Linked DNA regions of Anser cygnoides: region 2 is linked to region 1. Evidence: chromatin contacts called from public Hi-C data. All regions are on one chromosome and are shown on one strand. The core of a region is the stretch at or near the end of the contact, and the rest is flanking DNA. Distances in the headings are between cores, read along the strand shown.

Evidence for each region. A called contact is a pair of places that touch in the nucleus more often than the background predicts.
Region 2: a contact with region 1 is called in a Hi-C map of granulosa cells, with 4 times the contacts expected there. The contact joins the promoter of CCNY here to the enhancer-like site in region 1. A contact is called at or near these places in 2 of 7 Hi-C or Micro-C datasets (granulosa cells and liver).

What each region holds. Positions count from the first base shown.
Region 1 is chr2:14,512,284-14,520,097 of Taihu_goose_T2T_genome, reverse strand. It overlaps GJD4 (gap junction protein delta 4), which reads left to right. Exons shown (of 3, transcript XM_048076521.2): 3 at 790-6,308. The coding sequence ends at 1,973. Among named protein-coding and RNA genes, the nearest start is that of GJD4, 7.9 kb to the left of the region's middle. Within about 2 kb of position 4,372, at least 1 of the 3 cell types and tissues checked has open chromatin away from gene starts, as enhancers often do.
Region 2 is chr2:14,660,965-14,668,778 of Taihu_goose_T2T_genome, reverse strand. It overlaps CCNY (cyclin Y), which reads left to right and starts at 3,352. Exons shown (of 10, transcript XM_048076573.2): 1 at 3,352-3,898. The coding sequence starts at 3,745.

The sequences.
Region 1 (7,814 bases), core at 3,123-5,622:
AATAAAAGTAATCAGCATATGGAAATGCCAGACCTGTAAGGCTTCACTCGGTGTTGGTGGTAAGACAGGAGGGAGCTGAAGGGAGAGAGGCAGCATGCCAAGGTCACGGAAGAAGGAGAGATAGGATGAAAATGAGGCAACTGAAGAAGTATTAGAGAGAAATGACTGGGGTACATGTGCACACACAAATTTACATTCATAGTACATTTTAAATAAGTTTTCTAGTAGCACCTTAACTAGCTCATGAGTAAGTATCAGTCTAGACACAGCAGAGAGATTTTGTCGGCAGTAGTAAACTATATATATAGTTTTGCAGCCAAGACAAAGAAAAAATGCTACTTCATGAAACAATCTTTTGTATTTTGAAGAGTTTCATGCTGTGTTAGCTCATCTATATTGAAATAGGACAAAATCCAGGTGCAGGAATATGAAACCAACGGTAAGTAAGAACTGTAAGAGAAATGGAATTATTCACTCATTTTCTTTTTTCTAATGGATTTGTATAAGTTCAGAGTGTTTTCATTAGTCTGAGGTTTCACTTGGTTTGTTTTATTGCATGTCAAACTCCTACACTCTCAAGTCTAGGTGAAAGTTATGGAATATGCTAGCTAACACATATTCACACAAGTTTCAGTCCTAGTCAAAACAAAGCCAAGGAGGTGCTTTTTCAAGAGGAAACTGATTACAGAGGTATTTCTTCAAATGCTTTGTATACAGAGAGAGCCTCACTACATTCTCTGCCTTTTCTCCTCTCTCAGTGCTCTGACTCCTTCTTTGGTTCTCTTCTAGGAAAGATCTGGCTAATGTTGATAATTCTGCTGCGAATGGCAGTGGTTGTGTTAGCAGGCTATCCACTCTACCAAGATGAGCAGGAGCGCTTCATCTGCAACACCCTGCAACCAGGATGCTCCAACGTTTGCTATGACTTGTTTGCTCCCATATCTCACTTCAGGTTCTGGCTCATTCAGACTGTGTCTATCCTGCTACCTTATGCTGCATTCAGCATTTATGTTTTGCACAAGGTAGCTACGTACATTGTAAGAATGCACTGTTTGGTGTACAGATGCAGAGGCAATAAGGATTCATCCAGTCACAAAGACCTGAAGAAACTTTGTAGAAGTGCTCTAGTCAATAGATTAGACTGTGATGCAGAGAACCTAAGTGTCCTCAGTTTTTCTGGGGCATACACTGTTCATCTCTTTTTTAGGACACTAATTGAGGCTGCCTTTGCAGCTGCTCAATATTACCTTTTTGGATTCTTTGTTCCTGAGCGCTTTTCCTGCTACCATTCACCTTGTACAAGTACAGTTGATTGTTATATCTCCCGGCCCACTGAGAAGTCCATCATGATGGTTTTCATCTGGGGTGTCACCAGTCTGTCCTTTCTGCTCAGCCTTGCTGACCTTGTCTGTGCCCTCCGGAGAATGACAGCAAGAAACGAAAAGAATGATCTGCTGGCAAACCTCCATGCAGAGGGTGAGGGCACTGTAAATCTTTCCCTAGGACAGCATGGCAGCCCAAAATCCCCACCTCCAAATCAAGATTGTCCAGCATCAAATGGCAGCCAGACCAGTGATGGCTCCTGCTCACTTCTCTCTGAAGAGGAAAAGGAGACTATTATTCATCCTGAAGGGGTCTCTCAGCAAACTGCCAGCACTAACCTTAACAGCAACAAGCCCTGTATGTCAGGAGATCTTGATGTTAAGCAAGATAATATTGAAGAACCATTGGGTGCTGGTGACCAAGAAGGAACTACATGCCAGCAGGTGATACCAGGGCTCCAGCAAGGTTTCATTAAAGATACTGCCCTGACTTTGAGACCTCAGATCAAGTCTCACCTTGGAGTTTCCTCCTCTGTAGTTCAGAGCAAGCTTTTAGGATACTACACTTCAGCTGAGCTAAAGAATCCTGATGCACAATCAAATTATAGTAGTTCTAGTTGCTTGAGATCAAAAAAGTCAGAATGGGTATAAAATTCTGAGAGACCACTACACAATGAGCCTGGCAGGACACATCACTGTGACCCTAAGGAATTTTTGGGTAGTTTCAGCTGGATCCCTTTGCTGAAGTTATGTTGCAGAGACATGCTGCTTTGCTGTGTTTGGCTAACTGAAGGAAAAGAGGCAAAATGGTGGATAAGAATTTGAAGGATATTACATTAATGGAACTGCTTTTTGGAAAATGTAACATATTTATCCTTTTCTGGGTGTAAGTGACTCTAAAAAGCTGTGGACTGTCACTGATGTGACTCACCTGTTTTGCCAGGAGTACATCTGCATACTTGTTTGCTCTAACCTAGTTTTATTGCAAAAGATTGAACTTAAGGAAGGTGTGACTTTTAAACACAGTTGTACATTATCTACTGTCAGAAGGTTAATTTATCTCCTCATATTAAAACTCTCTAAGCCCACTCTAAGAAAGGACATTCAGGCAAGGGTAGATGGTGAAAAATATAAATAAATGTTTTGTAGCAAAGTGTTAATGTGTAAAGAAAGTGTGGATCTTATGGATCTTTTGGGACTGAAGAGTACACCTCCACTACTTAGTGTATTGGGTTTACGTGGCAAGGTTTTGGTAGGGGGGGGCCTGCAGGAGGGGGCCTCTGTGAGAAGAGTCCAGCAGCTGCCCATGTTAGATAAGGGCCAGTTTCAGCTGGCTCCAAAGGGACCCGACCCTGGCCACAGCCAAGCCAATAAGCAGTGATGTTTGAGTCTCTGTGAGAGCAGATTTAAGAAAGGGAAAAAGCTACTGCACAACAGCAGCTGGGATTGTGAGGAGTGAGAAGCAGCCCTGCAGCCCCCAAGGTGAGTGCAGCAGGAGGGCAGGAGGTGCTCCAGGCACACAGCACAAGTTCCCCTGCGGCCTGTGGAGAGGCCCCTGGTGGAGCAGGCTGTCCCCCTGCAGCCCATGGGTCCCACACGGAGCAGATCTCCACGCTGCAGCCCGTGGAGGAGCCCCCGGTGGAGCAGGTGGATGTGGCCTGGAGGAGGCTGCGGCCCATGGAGAGCCCCCGCAGGAGCAGGCCCCGGGCCGGAGCTGCAGCCCGTGGAGAGGAGCCCATGCAGGAGCAGTTCGGGAAGGACGGCATCCTGTGGGAGGAATCCCACGTGGAGCAGGGGCAGAGAGCAACTGTGAAGGAGCGGCAGAGACGAAGCATCAGGGACTGACCACAGGCACCATGCCCCGTTCCCCTGCGCTGCTCAGGAGGAGGAGGAAAAAGAGGGTGTATGGGGGGAAGGTGTTTTATTTATTTATTTTTAGTTTCTCACAACTCTAACTTGTTAGTAATAGGTGATAAATTTCACTGATCTCCTTATGCTGAGTCTGTTTTGCCTGTGTCAATGATTGTCGAGGGATCTCCCTGTTCTTATGTCAACCCTTAAGCCCATTTCATCATATTTTCTGCCCCTTTCCCTTTGAGGAGGGGGAGTGAGAGAGCGATTGTGGTGGGGCTCAGCTTCCAGGCTGGGTAAAACCACCACAGTTAGCAGTACAGTGACAGTACCTTTCTCTAGCCCAGAGGTCAACTGGCACAGTCTGACCATGTCTGTGTTACTCAGCTCCATTAGCCTGCAAAACAGGGTGGCTGCACCCACGCTCGCTGTCGGGATTGGTGATAAGCTGAAGAATTGCCCAGGAGATGATGAGAAGGTGTGGGCCAGCAGGGTTTCAGGGGGTGCTCTAACAGCTTGGTGGCGCAGGGGACCAAGCTCTAGTGCCCATGCCCTGGCACTATTTACTGTGCGTGAGTGCAGATGTGCTACGTCTTACATGTACGTCTTACACTATGCATGAGTGCGGATGACATGTCTACAAAGCGTTATGTATTAATCTGAAATAGTCACACTAAGCTCCCTGTTTCAGTAGGGAGAATGATTCATCTGACCTGTTCAAGGCACCTCTTCAGTTACGGTGAGTCGCTTTCTAGATGTGCCTATTTCAACCACAATGTGAATATCTCAGACCTGGGCTTAGGGAAGATGATTTCTAACCCAAGAGAAGGATAAAGCAGCCATAGCTATGCAGAAGTACTCACCTCCTTTGTTTGACAGACACTAATCACTTGAAGACGTGTCTAAATGAAGCGAATCACAGATTTTATTATTGTCATGCTTTGTGCTTGCCTTCAATGTTAATTCTCCTGCATTTACATAAGCGTGGTCCAGCAGTGAAGCAGAGCAGTGTGTGAGCTGAATTTTCTTATACCTACCCGTCAGCGGGGGCTGAAGGTTGCATACACCTGCAGATCATCAGTGGGAGTGGATGTGGAGGAGTGTGCGCTCAGAGGAATGTACTGCTTGCAGTGCCCGTGACACAGGGCTGCTCAGGGGGTGGCACGAGCTGGTGTTGTAGGCACAGCCTGGAGCTGGAGTAGCTCCCACTCCATTTAGACCCATGCAAAGGGAAAACAGGCACCGATCCAGCCTTGCCTTTGCTCTGCAGTATAACAAGTTTCTGTAATGGCTTAATAGCTGGCTCCTCGCTGCAGCACATCAAGGGAAAACAGCCTTCACATTCTTCCTTTTCTCTCCTGTGGGTACAGACGTCTTTGGGATAGTCTGGCTCATAATGTCTGGGTATCATTTCTCACATATACGAGGTAAAGACTGGCACTTAATTATCCCTCATCTTCTGCTTCCCCTCAGAAATCAGGAAGCAGAGGTACTCTTTGGGCCTGGAGGCAGAATTTACTTTTGTAAAGTAGTTTGGGATCCTTAGGTATGCTACAGAAGTTTTTAATTGCTACCTTCTAAGTAATGTTTTTCTCTTTATTAGCTGTGTTTGTTTCTTTTATCGTGTGTGCTTGCTGTATGTTTTGTCATTTCCAGGACAGGAGCAGCATTAATTATTAAATTTATCATAGGCAGAAAACCATAAAATATTTAAATTCCTCATCCTCCAAAGCCTCTGTAATGGGGTCTGTGCTGATTACCCATACCATGACAAAACACTGCAACAATGAAACCTGTTATGATTCACTGCCTCTTCTCAGCTGTGAGAAGGAATGCAAGGAACAAATGTGAGTTCAGTTTGTCGTGTACATCCCTCAATGTGAAATATAAATAGGATGGGATAAATAATAAATGCGCTGTGGCTGGACACAATTTGCTTATTTGTGTCTTTAGCTAGACATCTTTTAATCACTAAGGAGTCTCATTTCCAATCAAGAAGATCCTCTTTGTGTCAGAAGTGGAAAGTGAAATGAGTGAGCTTCTTCCTTACTGTGCTTGTGGTTTCTGCGTGAGACTGCGGCCTTGTTTGTGCCACTCAGCTGCAGACCTGGCTGCTCCCGTACCCTTCGACTCATAATCCGGGGTCAGTGCAATACACAGCGCGTTTGTAAAAACTGCCTACTAAACCAGCACGATTTGTATGATATGAGAGGGAATAGACATTTCTGGCATCAACAACCTGCTCTTTAGGGAATGTCTCTGAATCTCCTAATAACTATTTCCAAGTCATATTTATTAAATTACAAAGACGTGGTTTTACAGGCTGGGTTGACTAGCATGGGAGATGAAGGGAAGATGTGCGGAAATGTTTGTATTATTCTGAGCTTCCCTGGGTCAAGCAAGTTAGATACCATTGCTGGTAGGGGCATCCACAATGGGGAGGAGGAAACAGGACAGAAGATCTGTTTGAAAGAAGAAACTAAGAGGATCCATCCTAATTTCTTCTTATATTCGGTATCACTGAATGTTAAGGTGCTATGAATATATCTGCATGTCCTAAAAAAGTGAGTAAAAGATGTAATAGATGTGGAGCAAGGAAGTAACAACATTTTATTCTGTGTAAGCAAAGATGTATTTTTTTTTAACTTGTGAATTGATCTTGTGAGTCCTTCCAGAACATTCTTTGTACTCAGAATAATGTTGCGAAAGCTACTTGTTAAGTTTGCCAGCATTTCTTTATATCTTTTCTTTACCCAGCCACTCCAGAAAAAAAAAAAGCATTTCTGCTTGATGACACAATACTCCTAACACTGCCCTCAGGAAGCTTTATCTTGCATTCAGACAGGGCTGCCAGAGCTGCAGGGCAGGTATTAGTTGCACACTGTGATGGGTTTATGGAACTATATGTAAGCTATGTATGGTGCTCATCATGTCTTGTATTACCCAACAAAGGACTATACAAAAAGGAAATAAGACTTGGAACAGGTCAGGAAATCTGTAATGAAATAGTTTCCACATGGAAATAAAATTTTCATTGGAGAATTATAAAAAACCTAAAACCATTCTGTTCTCTTAGTATCCTTGACTGTATGATAGCACTTCTCATGTTAAATAAATATCTTGCAGGATGTTGAAGACCAGCAATTTCCATCTTTTGCATACACCAAAATCAAATATCCCTGGGAGTTTCTGCAGTATGAGCATGAGTTTCTGAGTATCACCACGATTAAAACAATGAACTAACCAACCAAAAACAAACAAAAAACCCACCAGTTCTATTTCTCAACATTAAATAAGATAGGCTGTTAAAAACTTTTCATGAAAAGTATTTTTTCAATGTTTTGTTTTGTTTTAGTTCGGACTATGTTTTAATACCAAAATAAAAGCCAAACCCTAAGTTTCAATCAGCTATAATCACTTTCTTCTCTTTCTTCACACTGTAGGTTGGGTCACTTTGATTTATAGTCACCAACATAGTGGAAAGCTGTGACTCTATTCTCTTGTGAAATACACTGTAGACAGGTGTCTAGGGAATGCATAATTTCCCATTGTCAGCAGTTGTTCTCCATGAATCTCTTAGTTCAGACCATGATAAGTATTAAATCGGAAATTAACAATGTAGAGATCCTTAGTGTATTCTTTCAAGTTATTAAAATTATCTGCCCTTTTGTGATACATCGTTATTCCAGTGATTATCTTTCTAGAAGGGCTCATTAAAGAGGATATTAATTGCACATTATTTTATTTTAATGTCATGATTACAATGAAGAACAGATAAATTATTACTGCTTGTAATATTTTAAGATAGTAAAAAAATGCATCTCCAAAATTAAGAAAGTTGAGTAGTTGAAAGGCTGCTCTTTAACTTCTGTCTTTTGTACTGCTTTTAATAGCCTGATGTTCAACTGATAGGGAAGTAATTTCACAATGTAATGCTTTTACATTGTAATTGAGTTGCTAAAATATTCTGTAAATTTGATGGTCTTTGTTCAAAGTCATAGCATGAACTCTTGGCCTGTGGTACACAGTGATGACAATTCTCAAAAATTAGTTTAGCAAGACAGAAATTTGATCAAAAAGTTTGGTATCTTTGCACTTTATATTATCTGGCATCAATGTTGCAATTATCTGGCATCTACATTGCTATCACAATCTTACTAGCTTTTGCCTTTCCTTCTCCTATTTCTGTTTTCTTAGATTTGGTGTTGACTAGGGGGATGTCCCAGGCCATCTCCACAGCTATGATTTAATTATGGGAGCCCACATACGGTGCTCACTCAAAGGGCTGTTTTCTGATCCTGTGCCATGCACAACACAGACATGTTGGAAGACAGAGAGCTGTGTCTAATGCAGGTTCTGCAGGTAACACTCTGAGTACTGGATTAGCTTTGAAAAGTTTTCAGTGATGGACGATTAACTGAGTGAAAATGACAGCAGATTAGAATGGGTCCAGAGGAGGGCCATGAGGATGATCAGAGGGCTGGAGCACCTCTTCTGCAAAGACAGGCTGAGGGAGCTGGGGTTGTTCAGCCTGGAGCAGAGAAGGCTCCGGGGAGACCTTACAGTGGCCTTCCAGTACCTAAAGGGGGCTACAGGAAAGCTGGGGAGGGACTCTTTGTCAGGGGGTGTAGTGACAGGACA
Region 2 (7,814 bases), core at 2,103-4,602, 150 kb before region 1:
GGCAATACAGCATTTTAGACTTTAATGCCTAAATTGTTAGTAGGACTCCTATTGAACATTAGGTGGCAGTGTGGGGAAGGTATTGTATGACAAATTTCTCAGAGTGTATCTGGAAGACAATCTGGAGTCAAAAGATCTAGCTGTCACCAATCCTTTATTTTAAAGGATTTTATTTTATTTTATTAACCTGTGTTTCCCATATCACTAGGTTTGCAAGCAGAAAGTAGTTCAGGGTTAAAAAATATTTACCACTTCTACGTACCCTAAATAGGTAAAAACCTTTTCTAAGCAAAACAGTGACCTACATCTGCTACACTTGTTGATGATGTACTAGGAAGACTTCAGGAACAAAATTTAATGGGTCACATTATTAACATTAAACCTATAAAAGTACATTGTCTTCCGAACAGTGGAGATTTAAAAATATCTTTATGCAGGAAGAAGCCCTTTGTAAACACAGGTAGCTCAGCACTGACCAATCTTGGCCTTAGTTTTAGGTGCTTTATGGTGTTCCTCAGCTGATGTATTAAGTTCCTCGGGAGGACAAACTCATGAAAATACATAATCTTAAACTTCAAGGACAGAATGATCTCCAAGCAAGGAAAGACACAAAAGATCATCTTTTGAAACACGACATCTAAGCAAGTCATGAGGTACAGTGAAGTGTTTTTGCTTTACAGTGCCAACGTTTATCAAATGATAATTTACATTATACACTTGATACAGCTGAAATTTGATACAGCTGAAATAAAGTTGTCACAATTGAAAACCAAACATGCTTTCCTGACGTATTTCATTTATTTACTTGTCTCAGCTCTCAGATACCAGCGTGAGACCATTACCCTAGAGGAGCGTTCCTTTTCTTTGACCTTCTCCGTAAGTAGGTATTGTAGCACCTTTGCCATTAGAATGTACTTCAGCAAGCTCTTAGGGCGAGAGGAGGAATAAAGGCATATGAAAAATTCAGAACAAGAGACTGCAAGTAGGAAAATAGGTTGCTACATAGTGATTACATGGTCACAACTGGTGATCACAAGTATTAAATATTTCATATTTTAAAACATTTTTAATGTTTACCTTTAGAGTATATGGACTGAAGTATAAATCATTTGTTTCTAATGAAGAAAACATCTTCTTTAGCTTCTCTAGTTAGATAAGAAGACTTTGCAATTAACCAACCTCCATCATTATGTTTTTGCCTGTTTTGTTTCAAAGATTATGAAAACTGTGGAATATGTACAACATAAAGATTTGACTAAGGATTTGTTATAATAGATTTAGAGATGTTAAAAAAAATCTAAATCATTAGGGGTTACGAAATGTTTGCTCTGTGCCCAAAAAATTAAGTGGTATTGGTACAGCAAAGCAAGGTAACACAAAGGCTTCCCCTGAAGGCAGTACCCAAGCACATGTTTAGAACACAATGCTGCTGGCACCTGAGGAGCAGTCATGGTGGGAGACTACAGGTCAAAACGGCTGTAAATGGGAAAGTGTCTGGATTCCTACAGGATGGTAGGATTTAACGGGGCAGGGCAGGGAGCCATGGCAGGCAGGCAAACAAGTACTTCTTCCACAGAAGCCTTTCTAGCCCTGTCGAACTCCTCCTGTGAGGTGTGCTAAGCTAGACATTTCACTAATGTTTTATTTTTCTATTTTATGTATCCTAGGATAGATTTGATTCTTGCAAAGTTGTGTTTGATTTTTTTCTGATGACTGCTTCTGACCATCTGTGACTTAATCGGCTCTGGCGAGGTGAGCATGGTTTATGCCATGTCCTGGTCCGAGCAGAAGAGTGGGCTGGCAGCAGGCTCGGGAGCAGCTCCAGCCCTCCAGCTGAGGAGCTGGGTACGCCTGATGGTTGCAGCGACCTACGTGGTGGTGGTGGAAAGGGCTAATTAACATTACATCCTACTACGGGACAATATTTCTAAGCTAGAGCACCAGCAAGTGCTTAATTTCCTTTCGTTTGGACACAGACTACAGAATACAGAAGACACTAACACACAAAAGATACTAAACGTATTTTTCATCTTGCATTACTCAAACACAAAAGGACAATGTAACAAACGTACATCGCCGCTTTGGGGTATCACAACATTATTTACAGAAACCCATCCTCAACGTGTTTTTTAAAATGTTATTTTTCTTTATTGTTTTGTACCCCACCAGAGTACATTTGTATCAAATAAACATTGAAGCTTGTTGAAAAATAAAAATGATTTTTTCTTTGCAATGTAGGGTCTGAAAAAAATTTAGTATGAAAACTTAAAGTCTTTCATGTAATTATCCAACTTGGGGCATTATTTATAAAGACACAGTTGTGTCTTTCTGTAATCGAATTATCAGTGTAACCATTTGACTAACGTGACTCAGACCTCCAGTAGTCATGAGATTTGCTTAGATTATAAAGATTAGAAAACAAAACTAATGAGAAACATCCCGAGTCTCCATCGTTAGGATTACACTGATACTGGAGAAAGGGATTTTGACTGGGAAAGCTCTGAATACATGGTAGGGGCACATCACCAGTCGGTTGCATGCTCTCCATCCCCTCTGACCACTCATCTGTGACCACCAGTGGAGTGGGGAGCTGGGGGTTGGCCTCTTCTCACAGGTAACTAGTGGTAGGACTAGAGGGAATGGCCTCAAGTTGTGCCAGGGGAGATTTAGGTTGGAAATGAGGAGACATTTCTTCTCAGAAAGAGCAGTCAGGCATTGGGACGGGTTGCCCAGGGAGGTGGTGGAGTCACCGTCCCTGGGGGTGTTCAAGGAAAGGTTGGACGTGGTGCTTAGGGACATGGTTTAGTGGGTGATACTGGTGGTAGGGGGATGGTTGGACCAGATGATCTTGGAGGCCTTTTCCAACCTGAATGGTTCTGTGATTCTATGAAAACCAAGCCCTCGCAGAATGGAGACGGTTGGACCAGATGATCTTCGAGGCCTTTTCCAACCTTTTCAACCTTTATGATTCTGTGATGCTCTGAATTCCTGAAGGAACCGAGGACACACCCCGCTGCTGGGGGACACGGAGCCGTTGGTGTGAGGGGACCCCGGCGGGGCAGCGCCTGCGGGGGGACAGCGGGGCTGACGGGGGGCTGCAGCCCCCAGGGCGTGCAACGCCGGGCGGGAGCCGCCCCCTCCGCCCCGCCGCTCCCTTCGGCCACCGCCGTGCTTCGTCTTCCCGTCACGTAAACGCACACGGGGCTCGGCACCGCCTGGCAGCGGGCAGGCGGCACGGCCGGGGGCCGCCCCTCAGCCCCCGCCGAGCCGGGCACGGCCGCCGGCCCGGCAGCCCGCCTGGCAGGAGGCGTCACCGCCCGCTTGAACCGGAACCGCTTGGCGGAGGCCGCCCGGGGCGGCTGCTGCTGCTGCTGCCGGTGCTGCCGCTGCGGCTGCCGCGGTGCCGAGGGGGTGAGGGGGGCCCGCGGGGGCGGAGGAGGAGCGCGGCGGCCCCGCCGCCCGGCGATGGGGCTGTGCCTCGGCCGGCCCTGCGCCGCCCGGCCGCGCAGCAGCGCTTAGCTCGCCCTCAGCTGCCGCAGCCCTCGCCGCGGGGCTGCCGCCTCGGATGACCCAGCGGCGGGATCCGCCGGCGAGTGCAGCCGCAGGGCGCCGCAGCCGCCGCCTCTCCCCATCCTCCTCCTCCTCCTCCTCGTCCTCCTCCTCCTCGCCCATGGCCGCCCGCCGCCCCCGCTGACCGGCCGCCCCTCGCCTCCTCCCCGGCCGGGGTCGGCTGGAGCAGAGAAGATGGGGAACACCACCTCCTGCTGCGTCTCCTCCAGCCCCAAGCTGCGCAGGAATGCCCACTCCCGGCTGGAGTCCTACCGCCCCGAGGCCGACCTGAGCCGGGAGGACACGGGCTGCAACCTGCAGCACATCAGCGACCGGGAGAACATCGACGGTGAGGGCGGCCGGGCGGCGAAACCCCGGGGGGCTCCGGTCCCTTCCCCTCGCCCTGCCCGGGCGCGGAGCCCCCGCGGTGTCCCCGCGTCCCAGCCCCGGCCGTGTGGTGCCGGGGTGCGCTGCCCGAGCCCTGCGGCACCTCGGCGGGGGTGCTGGGGGTCGCCTGGGCTGGGCCGCGCTGGGACGGGCCTGTCGCGCATATCGCCGGCCGCGGGCAGAAGCCGCGGGGCAGAGCCGGTGAGGCAGCAGCGAAGGCAAGAAGTGACCTCCGCGCTGCCGCCGTGACTCTTCCTGCCCGCGGTGCTGTCGCGATGAGGCGCGGCTGCTGGGCTCGCCCGCGCGTCGCTTCGCCCCCTTTCCCCTCAGCCGTGCCCTGAGGAGCCCCGGCCCCCCGCAGAGCCCAGCCGAACTCGCAGGCGCGGGTTAACCCGCACAGGCCGCTCGGGCTCTGGGTGCCCGCACCGTTCGTCCCCACAGCTTCACCTGGGGGAAGGTCAGCGGCGTCCCGGAGCAGTTCACATGCAGTGCTTTTGGTAGGGAGCCAGGAGGAGTGACTGTGGCGCGCCTCACTTTGCCTTCCAGGGTTTTGTTTTTTATTTTTTCGTAGCTTACGTGGTGGTGATTTTATTACGGTTTTGTGTTAGGTCAGTTCTTGGCACCGGTGAAGTTACGAAGTGCCTGGTAGCAGATGGATTCCCTCTCTGGTTAAGGCCATTTCTCTGAATTCTGGAATTTAATCCTGGAAATATGAATGTTTTTCAGATGTCTTCGCTGCACGCAGCTGAAAAATCGGAGTGTAATAGGATCAGTAGGTGGAAAAAAATACATAATGGTCTGGTCTGAGACAGTCAGGGAAATGAAAGAACCAATTGTTGATCTATGAATGATTAATTCTTCCAGCAGCAGCGTTGTCCAGCGTAGCAGTGTGCATCTATATCTACAGCAACAGATCCTGCAGTAAAGTTTTTGGTCAGATGAGTGGATGAGTGTGGGCTTTGTGCCTTGTTCTTGAAGCTTTTTTTTTTGTTGGTTGTTTCCCATGGATGGAAGAAGGGTATAGGTGAAAATAGTAAGGCATGTGTGCTTGCTAAAATGAGCATATAATGCAGATAACTTTCTGTATCTTGGTAATTATATCAAGAAACAATCTGTGTTGGTTGGTTTGTTTGTTGGATCAAGGCACATGTCTGCTTTGTCTCCCTTTAAACCGTGGTATGTTTCAATCCTGGGGTTGGATTTTTAGTGTTCTAACAAGTTACATTTGTATTAATAATTTTTAAATGTTTTTTTGTTGTTGTTTGTTTTTTTGTGTGTGTTTTTGCTATTTGTCTAAGGCTGCTGTTGGTGAAATGCCGTGTTTTCAAATGGGCAAGCTGTCTGATTCTTGAAAAGACCAAACAATTACGAGTTTTGTTTTTGTGCCTTGCTCTAATCTTGCTGCCCTTTATGGGTAGGGGCCACAAAATAAGATGTCACTGAGGAGACTGGTGGTCAGTAAATGTCCGTAGACATGAAACAACTGGAGATGATAGCTGGGTAAAACAGCTCTTTGGAGCGTGCTTTGTTGCAGAGCTGCTACCCTGGAGTCATGCTCGCTGCAGGTCTTTTAGGCAGAGGTGGCAGGCTGATTGCTAAGGGTAGGAAGGTGATACTGTGATTCTGAAATTTTATTTCTTGTTAGACTACCTGTTACGTTTTTGTGGTCAAGTTGCTTGAAGTTATACGGCACACGCATGTTTACAGACGAGTCACAGGGGTGAAAAAAAACTGCTTAATAGGGAGCTATAATATTTTTTTTTATCATTTTACAATTGCATGAAGATATTTGAACAAGGGAAGAACAATAGCCTGCTTATCTGTGTCGTGCAGAGAAAATGCTGGGTGCTGATTCCTTGATATTACCACAGATCGTGAACTATTTCCAGGAGTTTCTCGAATTGCTAGCGTTTGCCAAATGTACTTTTTTTTTAAGCAAGTGATGATAGCGACTGATGCACTGAACGAAAACGTTTCTGACACTTTTACTTCATATTTAGTTTTCTTGCTGCTCTTCAAATGAGAACCCTTCCATCCAGCCCAGTGCCAGTGCCAGAGGCTGCCAGGCACAAGAAGTGCAAATTCACGTCTCTGGCGAGCCCCGGCTCTGCGAGCGCTGCTTCCAGGAGCTGAGCGGTCGTGACATGCAGCGGCTGAGTTAACTTGGTTCACGTGGAAGTTCCCTTCATGCTCATGTTCAGCGAAAGTCGTGACACTCTTTTTTTTTTTTTTTGAGTGGGTAAAGCTGCATGAATAGAACAGGAACTTTTAAAGCCTTTAAATCACTTGTGGGCCGTTTCTAAGTTTTTAAGAGATGTGTGGTTTTCCTTGTTGCGGACCCTGTTCCTGGCAGTATCAGAGGGAGAGGGGAAGAAGAGGGAGGAGTGACCCAGCTCCAACAATGATTTAAGTGGAACCGTTAGTACTGGTGGAAGTGGAACTGTTTGAAGTTTGCCAGTGTTAAATGCCTTGTAAAGAAACATTTGTCAAATCTGCCTTCAAGATCATGCCTTTAAATCGTCTCATATGATGCAACCCAATCCAGTAGCAGCTTTTCAAAGAATGGTTGGAGGAGTTCTGTTTCCTTAGGACTGGGTTTTATAGCAAGATACTATCTCTGTGGCGGTGGTACCTTGTCAGAAAATCTCCATTTCTGTAATGCTTCGCAACTGTTTATGAAGTGATATCTGAAAGAGAAGGGAATTTTGAAAGAAGATAGAATGGGAGGAATTTATCAAATGACATGTCGGAGAATACTAATGGTGGATTTATCTCTCTTTTAGGGTGTTTTTTTTTTTTTTTTTTTTGGTCCTAAAAACTTTTCTTAAAGGTAACTGACTTCTTTAAGACTCCACACGTGCACAGTTGACTCTCTCAATTATGTGTAGTCCCCAGGATGCCTTTTTTTTGTACAGGCTCATGATAGTGAAGACCACCCAGCAGATTTTGACTTTTCTTTTTGGAGACAGAGCAAGAAGATGATGGTAACGTACAGTTCAGAGGTTACCCTTCCTTGGCTACCTGCTCTGTTTGATGATTATTGCTGAGGGGGAGCTTCGACATTTTCCAGTGCTTCACATTTAAAAATCTACTTCAAGAAAATTCTGGCAGTAGCTTCAAGCCTTGCAGATTCCTAGCTCAGTCCTTTAGCCAACAGGACGTTGCTTTACAAGTGTTGATGACAGCAGTAAGCAGAAGCAGTAGAAGCCTTGACATTTCAGGTTCTGTATCCTATTTGTGTGTAAACGTCTGTATGTGCAAGCCATGGAAGCGGCTCGGCTGTGTGTTTAAATCCCGGCTAGCTGGAGGGCTGCGGTGCAGGCTGCGCTTGGTTCTGTACCCCAGCAGCTCGCCCTGCCAGACCCGCTGCTGCCCTGTCTCGTGCAAAAGCTGAGCTGGAAAAGAGGGCTCTCAGGCGTGATTTCCCTGCTGGGGGCATGATTTCCATAGTAAGCTTCTCAAGTAGGGGGCTGTAGGGAGGGGACACGGGATATCTTACCGCAGGTAAGATGGCACGAAGCGAAGCTGCTCTACCTCATATATGGTTAAATTGGGCAAAAGGAGACTAGATGGAGAGTTCCTAGGCCATTGGAAGGGAAGATTGTCCTTAATGATTACACCCTCCCCCGTCTCTTCCTTCCTTCTCCCCCCCAGAAACCAACCTATGATATTTTTTTTCCTCTGTGTAAACTCCTGTTAATGTCACTAGGTCGTTTTTCATTGCTAGCTCAGATAATGTCATCCTCTGCAACTGGGCATCACAGATAAACCTCTTCAGCCCTTTTCATCATGTGCCAGTCATGTTAATTTTTTTGCTCTATAATGCACAGACTCCTAAGACTGGACTGGTTTTTTTTAAGCCCTTTTTTGTTCTTTTA